Regions from separate parts of the Rattus norvegicus genome. Here region 2 is linked to region 1. The links are chromatin contacts, called in public Hi-C maps. All regions are on one chromosome and are shown on one strand. The core of a region is the stretch at or near the end of the contact, and the rest is flanking DNA. Distances in the headings are between cores, read along the strand shown. Region 1 overlaps Eepd1 (endonuclease/exonuclease/phosphatase family domain containing 1). Region 2 overlaps Eepd1 (endonuclease/exonuclease/phosphatase family domain containing 1).

Region 1 (5,093 bases), core at 743-3,242:
TCTTTTCCTCCTCTTGGGCTGCTGTGTCCAACTTTGATAAGATAGTTTTTGCTTCACCTTCAATCTCATTTTGTCATGTTTGGTTGTTATAGGTTAGAAACCTGTTCTTTTTAGGGTGAGACAGGAAAGGAGTAGATCTGGAGGGGAGGGGAAGGTGTGGAGGTGTAGAGGGGAAATCCAGCCTTCCCTGAACAGAGGTATCTGTTTTCCTTGCTGTTGCAGTCCTAGCACTGCGTTGGGAAGAGTGAAAGCCGGGTCCTGTAAAGTGTGATCTAAGAAACAATTGCAGGTCGTGAGCATGGCTAGTGATTCCTTTGCTCAGATGTAGTGGCATGATGTTATGTGCGTATCTGTTTGTTTGTCTCTCTTTCTGTATGTGTCTCCCTGGGTGTCTCTGTGTGTCTGTGTGTATGTCTCCTCTGTCTCTGTGTCTCTGTGTCTGTCAGTCTCTCTGTCTCTGTCTCTCTGTCTCTGTCTCTCTGCCCCCCCCCCCCCCCCTGTATGTGTGTGTATTTTACTGGAGATGAACCTAGGGCCTTTCCCATTACAGGCGAATGGTCTAGCAAAGGGATTTTTCCTGCAAAAGGCAAAGGGAGTCAAGAGTAGCACAGATGAAACTCCTTAGAAATTCACCCCTGGACTCTGGAGTAATGGGGCCAGGGGACTAAATAAGGGCAGGAATCTGCTGAGTTTAACAGGTTCCAGCTGCCAGCATGGCTGAGTCGGAGCTGAATTGAGGCTGCTCTGTCTTCCATTCACGTGCTGGCTCTGTGTATAGTCAGGTCCTGAGTGACATGGAGGGCCTTGTCTCACACCAGTTGGACTATACCAGCTCGGCTTTCCAAAGGTTGAGTGGGAACAGTGACCAGAGACACTGGCAGAGAAACAGCATCTGACCCTAAGAACCTAAGAAACTCGGAACCCTCTTTGCTCCAAGAGTCCTGCTAGGCAGGCTGCCTCCATTCTCACTGCTAGCCATTTAGAATAAGAGCGGTGGATGCTGTTTAAACCAGTCTGCAAGCACAGTTTTAAAGGTTCAGGAGGAACAGGTAGCATTCACGTTAGTAACTTTTAATTTTTCCACTGTATCCAAAATACTAACATTTGTGCACACAGTCAATATAAAATTATTTATATATATATAAAATTCTATGATATAAAATTATTGCAGAAGCATTTTTTATTCTCTTGTAATGCGCCTTGAAACCTTTTTTGTATATTTTACCTGAATAGATAGCAGGAGGGAAGGGCCTTAGTCTGCCCAGGACCTGAGGCTCTCCTGAGGAGATTTGAATATAAGGCTTAGGAGGTCTGAGGCAGTAATTGGGAAGGGGTGGGTAGTGAGTCCTGAACCCTGCCCATTCGGTGAGAACTCAGCTTAGCCTGTCTTGACAGCCTAGACAGGTGGGGCTCCCTGCTTGAAACCCTACTAGGTGTTCATAAGCAAGACCCAGCAGTCCAGGCTGGCCAGCCTCTCACAGCTCTTCATAGGCAAAGGGGATGGTCTTCAGCAAGGGGCAGGCGCATGAGGCATCCACTGCTGGGAACTGCTAATTGGATGGCCTTAATTCTAAGGTCACTTTTTTCCGTGTAGATCCCAAAGTGTTTGTTTGCTGTCTGAAATTAGGTTATTGTTCTTGTGGTTCTGCATAGTCGCCAAACACATCCAGGGAAGATGTGTGCACTGTTAAACGTTACTGCCTTTCATTCTTGCCCTGGAGTCACAGGGAGGATGAGGACTTGCCGTCTTTTGGGATGCTTTGAAACCCACATGAATGGGCTCAATTCTGTTCTGGACTCTCACTCACTACAGTTTTCAGAACCGAGATAGGGAGCTGGGCTCTTGCCTCCTGTCTGCTCTGGTCTCGGCTCACTCCCGTGGTGGAGTAGAGAAAGCAGCAGGCTGCAGCCGGGTGCCCTCCAGGAATGGAGCACCTCCTCTGCCTCAGCAGTTTTATTTTTATCTCGTCAGCTTGTTCCTGCTTTTGAAGTGTGAATCCCAGTGACCCGAATGAGCTGTCTGCCTGGGTCTGGGCCAGCAGAACCAGGTTACTAGAGTTCAGAGGAGCCTCTCGGCCTTTGGAAACAGGGATGTTTGCTCCTGCGTGGTTGGGCGGGGGTCTTACAGGGCAGCTTTGCTGTGGCCAGAAACAGGCAGCTTCCAGGTTTACACAATTTCTCATCTGAGAAGACGTTGCGCCGAACGTCACTTGAGACCCGTATTCTCCTTCCCACCTCCCTTCAATAGCAGCCCCGTAATGACAGCAGGCATAATTTTATGCAAGTTAGATGTTCGTATTTAGAATTGCAGAGTCAAGTATGTGTACCTGTCAGTGTCTGGCCCCTTTACTGTCATGTTTGCTTGTGGGAAGGCCTGTGTTTTGCTGTGTGCTGGTGTTTTAGAACAGGATGGGGAACATAGTTAATGCCTGTGTTAGGACATGGGAGTTTCTGTCCTGGGACTCTGAGGCAACAGTGACTGACTTGGGGCAATGAGGGAGGGGATGTGACCATGCAGTAGTGGCAGGGGATGACCCGGATAGGTGACACAATGTTAGTTACAGAAAGGCCCCAGAACACCTGAGTCAGAATCAGTTAAAATAATACTTGTGGGACCCCTAGATCCTATCAGAAACTGGGTTAAATTCTTTTTATGCGTTCTCCCTGGGGATTCTTTACAAGCATCTATACATTTGTCCTTGTGAATGGCAATTTTCCATAAAGCTGGTTCCAGGGTGGTCATCATCTGGATGGGAACTTGTTAGCGATTCATGTTTTCAGGCACTACTTGTCAAAGGAATGCAACTCTGGGTTGTTTTAGTGAATGCTCCATCCCTGCCCTAGGTGACTCTGATATCTAGATCTCGGGGATTCAGGTTAGCAAGAGGAGACTAGGCTGGGCTCAACTCTCCGTCATATGTCTTTGGATGGCTAGAGCAAGCATACCGTGCCTCAGTGCTCTCAGCTGTAGATAAAGGTTGGTAATAAGTCCTGTCTTTCAGGGCGGTATGTGCCTTGTGGGTCATGTACGACTGTGTTGGGCATGTGGAAGGCATATGGTAAGCACTTGCTCAAACACATTCAAATTTAGTCAGCTTTGACCCTGGGTCTGTTTGACTTCAGGGCTATTTACTCGCTATATTATACCGATTGTCTCTTAGGAACCTAATTGATTTAGCTGTGAAGGCAACTAATTTTCCAACAGTAATGAGGGCTGTCTTTAGACCAAGGCTTGCCATGTGGTTTGCTCTCAGTGGCAGCTCTGGTTTGTGTTTCGGTTGCTCAGAGAAGGATTTTCTGAACCAAGGTTGCCGCGTGTGAGCTTCTATTGATGTTATGTCTGTCATGGATTTGTGGGGTGTTGCATAGTCACCCTTCCTGCTGTGAACTTGGTGTGGGTTTCTGATCCCTTCCTGTGACTGGGTTTAATGGGAAGAACTTTGAAGTCTCTCCTGAATACCTTAGACTGAGGGAATCATGTGGAGTGCATGTTTGGAACAAGTCTGCTGGGCACTCCATGTGGTTTGAGGGCAGCACCTGGCCTAGTAATTAATGTGCTTTCTGGCCCCTTGCCATCTCCTGCAGGGCATGTAGATGTCTGTGGCTGCAGGAGAGTGCTGAGTTGAGGATCCTTGCCAACCATCCGTCCATCTCATGACAGCCAGGAACTTTGAGCCCCATTTTGCTGATAGGGAAAATAAGACTCAACAAAACAAAACAAAACAAAACAAAACAAAACAAAACCCAAGTGTCATTTTCTAGTGCTTAGTCATGGCCACAGAGGGGGCTTTTGTTCGATAGACCTTGTGTCTGTGTGCATCTGGAAGCTAGGATAGGGGCAGGACTGGATCTATTTTCTTGGAGCTATGTCCCAAAGACCCACTCATGTGCTACTTGAGCTTCTGTGCATCTCGAAGGCTCTTTTCCCAGAAGGCAACAGTTCTAACATTCTCATGACCTCAAATGAGCAGCCAAAGCCCACTTAGCACCAGGCTCTAGGGTGGGTGTCCTTTCTCCCATCAGTCTTAGCTTCTTTTGTTAAGGCAGCTGTGGCCTTGTGTCTACTGGAGGAAGTGGTCACTTCCATTCACTAGTGTCTGTATGTTCAGGTGGGGCTGGATCCTGCACTCATAACAAACGGTCCCTTTGTCCTCTTACCCTGCTTCAGCCCTTCTAGCCTGGAGGAGTGTTTTGGTATCCTACGAGAAGTCCATCTGGGTAATATAGGTAAATACTTCAGTTCCCTCCCATTCTCACCCCCCCCCCACCCTGATACTCCCATACTGTTTGTGACAATGTATCCATGTTTGTGACAGTGTATCCACATTTCCTTCCTTCTGTCTCCCTTCCTTCCTTTTTCCTCTGTGTGACCACATCTGGCTTCAGTAGAGCCCTGTTAAGCATCCGACATGTTCATGGTTCCCTGTGTACCCAGCTTTTTGCCCCTTTTTTTCTGTCAGTTACAGGATAGCTTGCTGCCTTAAATGCAGGCACAAAGAAAAGAGCCGCAAAGCAGTTAGGGCTTCTTGGTGGCTCTTCACCCAGGCAGCTGCTTACATTGCTTTCTGGGGCTCTTGAGGCCTCACCAGCTGTCCCATACTTCCAGTCAGAAGACTCCCTGGTAGAAGGAACACATGGTGTTTACTTACTCAGCGTGCAGGACAGGTGTCTCCCACCTGAAGACACATCCGTTCTGCGTGTAGTTATTCTGCTTTTCCTGAGGCTATTCTGCAAGTGTTTGGTTACCCTATCGTATCTGTGATACCTGCTGTGGGACCACCCTTCGCTCAGAGGAGTGTCTTTGGAGTCTTATGGGGGCCTCACTTCACTTGTGTGTGCAAATTCCCTCGTAGACAGTGTCAGAGCTACACTGGATCAGCCAAGAAGGTCACTGATACTTGAACAAAAGGAACTGGATCTTCCAGCTTCTCATGCACTGGGTTCTAGGAGGCTCGAGAGCTCAGAGCTGTTCACAGCTCATTTCATGACATCTGACCTAAGATTAGCTGCTTTGCCAGGAAGGCTCCTGGAGGTGAGGGCTCTCTCAATCCAGAGGTGGAAAAGCCCTGTTAAGGGTTCCAGCAGAGCTTGGA
Region 2 (5,093 bases), core at 1,606-4,105, 54 kb after region 1:
TAGGTGTCTTCCTCCATTGCTCTCCACCTTTTATCTTGTTGAGACAGACTCTCAGTGAACTGGCAGCTCAGGGATTCAGATACACTCAGCGAGTCAATGAGCTTCAGGGATCCACTCTCTCAGCCTTCTACCCTAATGCTGGGGTTCGAGGCATAGGCCACAGAGTTCAGCTCTTTATCTGGTTCTAAACATAAGTCCCCGGGCTTGTGGTACCTTGCAGGCTGCCATCTCTCTAGCCCGGGTTCTTAGTTTTTTAAGAAGATTTCTTGCAATTATTTGAATTTAAAAAGCACTGTTCTCACATAATTTTAGCACAGGTGCAGATGTTTTAAGGTTCTGATATTCCTTGTCTGCTTACAATGTTATGGGTTGTATTTACATGGTTGATACTTGTAATTTGGGATTCAAGTAATAGATGTAGAATGGATTAAAATTATCTATTCATTTACGAGTATTGACTCTAAGGCTCTTTTCAGTGGCTACTGAAGACTGCATGTGACTCCTTTATCTGGGTTGGCTGCTTTAGGGTGGAAACAGACTTGGAGTGGACAGCGAGTTCACAGTGGGCCTAAAGGAGTTCACGTGGGATGCATCTGGTTTTCAGATTTGTAGCCAGGGCTCTGCTTTTCAGTCCACCAAAAAAAAAAAAAAAAGAAAGAAAGAAAGAAAGAAAGAGAGAAAGAAAGAAAAAAGAAAAGGAAAGAAAGAAAGAAAAGCACTTTTCATGGATCTCACTGAATGAAACTTCATATGCCTCTTAAGAGTCCGTTCGCCTTTCTTCATTCATTCAATAACTATCTGCGAAAGGTTATTCATGTATACGTGAGAAAAACAGACCCAGCAACCTAGCCCTATCTGTGGCCACTTTTTATAAGACCTTCTGGGTATCCCAATCCCTTTCACTAAGTGTACAGCCATTGAGAAGGACAAGTCAGCTCACCTTCCTTTAGGAGGGGGCGCCAAGGCCAGCAGAGCACTGTCACTGAGAGCTTTCTGCTTTAGTTATTTCTTCTGCACACTGTGAGTAGTAGCTCTCTCCTCAGCTCACAGGATAGCCCCAGTATAGAAGGAGACAGTGAGTGTTGGGTGCTTCCTGGAATAGAGCACCACCAGGGCTGGGTGAGATGTGGCTCAGGGGATGGTGACTTTGAACTGGGATCCCTGCCAGTTGTCAGGCTGCAGCCATGTCTAGGCCTCGCCTCCTGTTATTATGGGCCCAGTGGGTCACAGTCACACAGATTAATGGCATGTGAGAGTTCTTAAACTTTAATGCTGCACAGATCCAAAAATCATTTTTAAGCATAATGTGAGTCAGGCATCATATCTCCATGGTAGTGAACTTGCAGTCCATATACTGAACAGCTGTTGGGTCCCTGAGCCCTGCAGTCATGTTCAGGTATCAAATGGAGGAACAATTCAGAAATAAAACAGCAGCCAGGCGATGGTGGCACATGCCCTTGATTCCAGCACTCAGGAGGCAGAGGCAGTGGATCTCTGAGTTTGAGGCCAGCCTGGTCTACAAAGCAAGTTCCAGGAAACCAGGGCCACAAAGAGAAACACTGTCAGAGAGAGAGAGAGAGAGAGAGAGAGAGAGAGAGAGAGAGAGAGAGAGAGAGAGAGAGAGAGAAACAGAGAGACATAAAAATGTAGGAAGAAATGATTTTCCCCAAAGCAGCCCCTGTCGTTGGAAGTGGCAGCCTGCCTATGCCCAGTGAGCTATCTCTGGCATAAGTGCTTTTCTATGCTGTGACCATTCTGCCTAACTGAGTCATGTTTTGAAGGGTCCCTTGGGGAGGGTCAGAGCCGCAGTGAGAAGGAAGAAGTGTAGGGATGAGAAAGGCTCAGAGAAGCTGGGGGCCTTGATCAGGGGCAGGGAGCAGCATTGGAACCGAGTCCTCTTAGGACACCCCTCCTCCCATGTCCTGGAGGATTGTGGAGCCGGGCGGTTTTCTGGCAGCTGATGTGAGTGATGCTCGAGGCAGTGTGTGACTCCTTGGGCCACAGTAAACAAAATAATGGCCTTCTCTCGAGCCTACTATAGTGACTGTGTTCTCTGTCTCCATGAGGAACTGAGTCTTAGATACACTGAAGGGCTTGTCTTGGCTGAGACCCAAGTATGACCATGCTTAAACTAGCACTATCTTTAGTGGTGGGCAAGGAGACTCTTTGATTGTTGGTCTCTCTCTCTCTCTCCCTCTCTCTCTCCCTCTCTCCTTATGCATTTATGTCCCTCTCACTGTACCCTTCCCAGTCACCCCTTCCCACAATCCTTCCTCCATCCCCATTCCTCTGAGTGGGTGTGGTCCCCACTGAGTATCTAGTCTCTTCAAGGCTAGGTGCTTCCTCTCCCACTGAGGCCTGACAAGGCAGCCCAGCTAGAAGAACATGTCCCATATAGAGGCAACAGCTTTTGGGATACCCTCCTCCCCAGCTCCAGTTGTTTGGGACCCACATGAAGACCAAGCTACACATCTGCTTCATATGCACAGGGAAGCCTAGGTCCAGCAGCCTGTGTACGTTCTTTGGTTGGCAGTTTAGTCTCTGAGAACCCCAACGGTCCATGTTAGTTGACTCTCTTGGCTTCCTGTGGAGTTCCTATCTCGTCCCGGGCCCTCAAGTCTTCCTCCTATTCTTCCCCAAGAGCCCTCAAGGTGGGCAAGGAGATTCTTAGACAACATAAAACTCATGTTTATATCTCCACTATGTCCCTCCTACACACACCTGTTTAAATGAGTATGCCTGTCAAGTATCTGACTGGGTGGTGAGCTGAAGTTGTGTGTGTGACAGTGTCTGCTCAGTGGTGGCTAAGGTTAAAGGTTACTTCCTCTCCCATTGCAACATAGAGGAGCAGGGTCAAGTGCCACTGGCCTGTTTGATGACCTGTTGATCTGTCCCTGGTGTCAAACCCTTAAGAATGCCCTGATGACCAGCTGTGGCTCAGCTGGAGTAGGCAGACTGATGCATTTCTCTCTCTATAAGGCCCCAGAGGCAGTGGCCAAAGCAAACAGAGGAAGCATCTTCTCTGATTCCTTGAGACAGACGCGGGCCTTGAACTGTTGCCCAGCACAATCCAAGTTTGTCTGCACCCCCCCATCAAGGCCTCTGGCCCAGGCTTCAGACTTCTGTGTGTAGTCCTGCCCATCTGTAGAGAACCCCATTTCAAATCACTGGAACCCCTAAGCATTGACGTCCATTCGTCGGGCAAATACTGACTGAGAGCTGACAAGGGCTTAGGCACCATTTGTGCAAGCAGTAACTTACCCACAGGCCTACCAGCCCTCAGAGTCTTTGAACTCACATTGGCACCTATGCTACGGGGTTTAGGGGAGTTACTCAGTCTCTATGAACAGCAGTGGCCTCATCTGTCATGTGCAGATGGGAGCTGTTGTCTCCTGTCATGTGGTCACTCAAAAGTGATTCTGGGCCTGGTATGTGCTTTTCCTACCTTTTCCCATAAAGGGAAGAGCTAGGCACCCTTGGCCATGAGGAAAACTCTGCACTGGGCATCGGTACACTGTGGCTTGGAGGTATGTTCTTCGTTATAGAAGCATCCCATGGTGAGTGACTGTGAGGGCCTGAAGCAGAGCCCACTGCTCCATGTCTGGTCCTTCTGCTTTTCCTTATGCTATGTGCCTCTTGGAATTAGGAACCTGGCACCAAGACCCTGTTTCCATTTGCCCTGCAGGGCCCCTGCTACTCTGGATTCCTGTGGGACACAGCAGCCAATGTGGAGCTGAGAGACATCCCCGGGCAGGAGAGCTCACCCAGCAACGGTCATGCGAAGACTGTGGGTCCCAGCCCGTTCCTCGCCAGGTTCAAGGTACCTGTTTCCTGTCACCTCAGAAATCCAGTTCCTTCCAAAAGGGAAGTCTTTGTGACACTGACCCAGAGAAGTCACATCTTTCTCACTTGATAGTATTCTCTTAGTGTAGGTTAGTACCTATTCTGGAATAGGTAACCTTCTACAGGGCAGTAGTGAAGGGATTTTTGAGGGCATCTTTGACCCAGAAAAATCTAACCCATGGCAAGAAGAAAGACAGTAACCTGGGAGGAATGAGGCACCCTTGTCTCAGCAACAGGGACTGTGGCAAAAGGATTGCTTGTGTCCAGGAGTTCAAGACTACCCTAGGCAACCTAGTAAAACCTCTCCTCTCAAAAACAGGTAGCTAGTTAGCTAGACAGTTGATAGGTGATATTTAGTTGATAGATATATGAAATGACAGACAGACAGGAAAGAAAGAAAGTGGGAAACTAATTCATACAGCTGTTTCCATGCATGTTATACAGAAGGATAACCTTTCTTAAAATCAGGCATTGCCTAGGCCTCGGCCATCTGTGATAGGGCCTAGGCTGTTTTCAAGTGTGTTTACTGGGTCCCACCTGTCTGGTACTGACTAATGGGGTCAAAATGGCCACCTCTGGCAGAGCTGCTCTAAGGAGCCTCTCTCTTCAACTGCCCCTCAGACCTCATTGTTTAGATGTCAAGAAGAATGGACCCACTGAGGGCTTATTGGATTGGAGGTGGGATCCAGAAGGAGCTCTGGACTGAGGGACCCCATCATTGGCTTCTCTTTATATCTCCTTGTCCATGAAGAGGCTTGGGGGGGGGGCGCTGGGTGGTGTGGATCTGAGTGTCCTCTCTCTGCTATGTCTTGCATACCTCTTGACATTGTTCCTGAATACCAAAGTGCTTTAATGATGGACATAAGAGGAAACCAGAAAGTCACCACAGAGGCAATGAACCTCATCACAACTTAACTGTGAATTCCAAGTCAGGCAGCTTGACCCCTTCAAGAGTCCAGCAAGCTGTTCTCTATTGGTCTCTATTGACATCTTTTCTTTCTGTGTCTTCCCCAGTAACTCTGGAGCTTTAAACTTACCCACTAAGGCCAGCATCATTTAAGCCCAGCATGAAGTGGGGCTTGGGGACAGCCATGTCTCTATCATGGGTTATATAAGCCTGTATCCCATCTCCCAAATTTGTAGTAGTGAAGGCGATAGGATTGGTGTATGCTCACACCGATGTGTCTTCTGTGGCATCAAGTGGCTCCTTCAATCCCTTTTCTTGCCATATTGATGAGGTTCTGTCTGTA

What was found. A called contact is a pair of places that touch in the nucleus more often than the background predicts.
Region 2: a contact with region 1 is called in a Hi-C map of liver, with 2.3 times the contacts expected there. The contact joins two enhancer-like sites. A contact is called at or near these places in 5 of 12 Hi-C or Micro-C datasets (the Rat2 cell line, frontal cortex, kidney and 1 more).

The regions. Positions count from the first base shown.
Region 1 is chr8:32,272,224-32,277,316 of GRCr8, forward strand. The region is part of intron 1 of Eepd1 (endonuclease/exonuclease/phosphatase family domain containing 1); the gene reads left to right. Among named protein-coding and RNA genes, the nearest start is that of Eepd1, 41 kb to the left of the region's middle. Within about 2 kb of position 1,993, at least 15 of the 93 cell types and tissues checked have an H3K27ac peak or open chromatin away from gene starts, as enhancers often do. A contact at or near this core is called in liver, where this site is marked.
Region 2 is chr8:32,325,401-32,330,493 of GRCr8, forward strand. It overlaps Eepd1 (endonuclease/exonuclease/phosphatase family domain containing 1), which reads left to right. Exons shown (of 7, transcript NM_001014088.3): 4 at 3,686-3,820. Among named protein-coding and RNA genes, the nearest start is that of Eepd1, 94 kb to the left of the region's middle. Within about 2 kb of position 2,856, at least 3 of the 93 cell types and tissues checked have an H3K27ac peak or open chromatin away from gene starts, as enhancers often do. A contact at or near this core is called in liver, where this site is marked.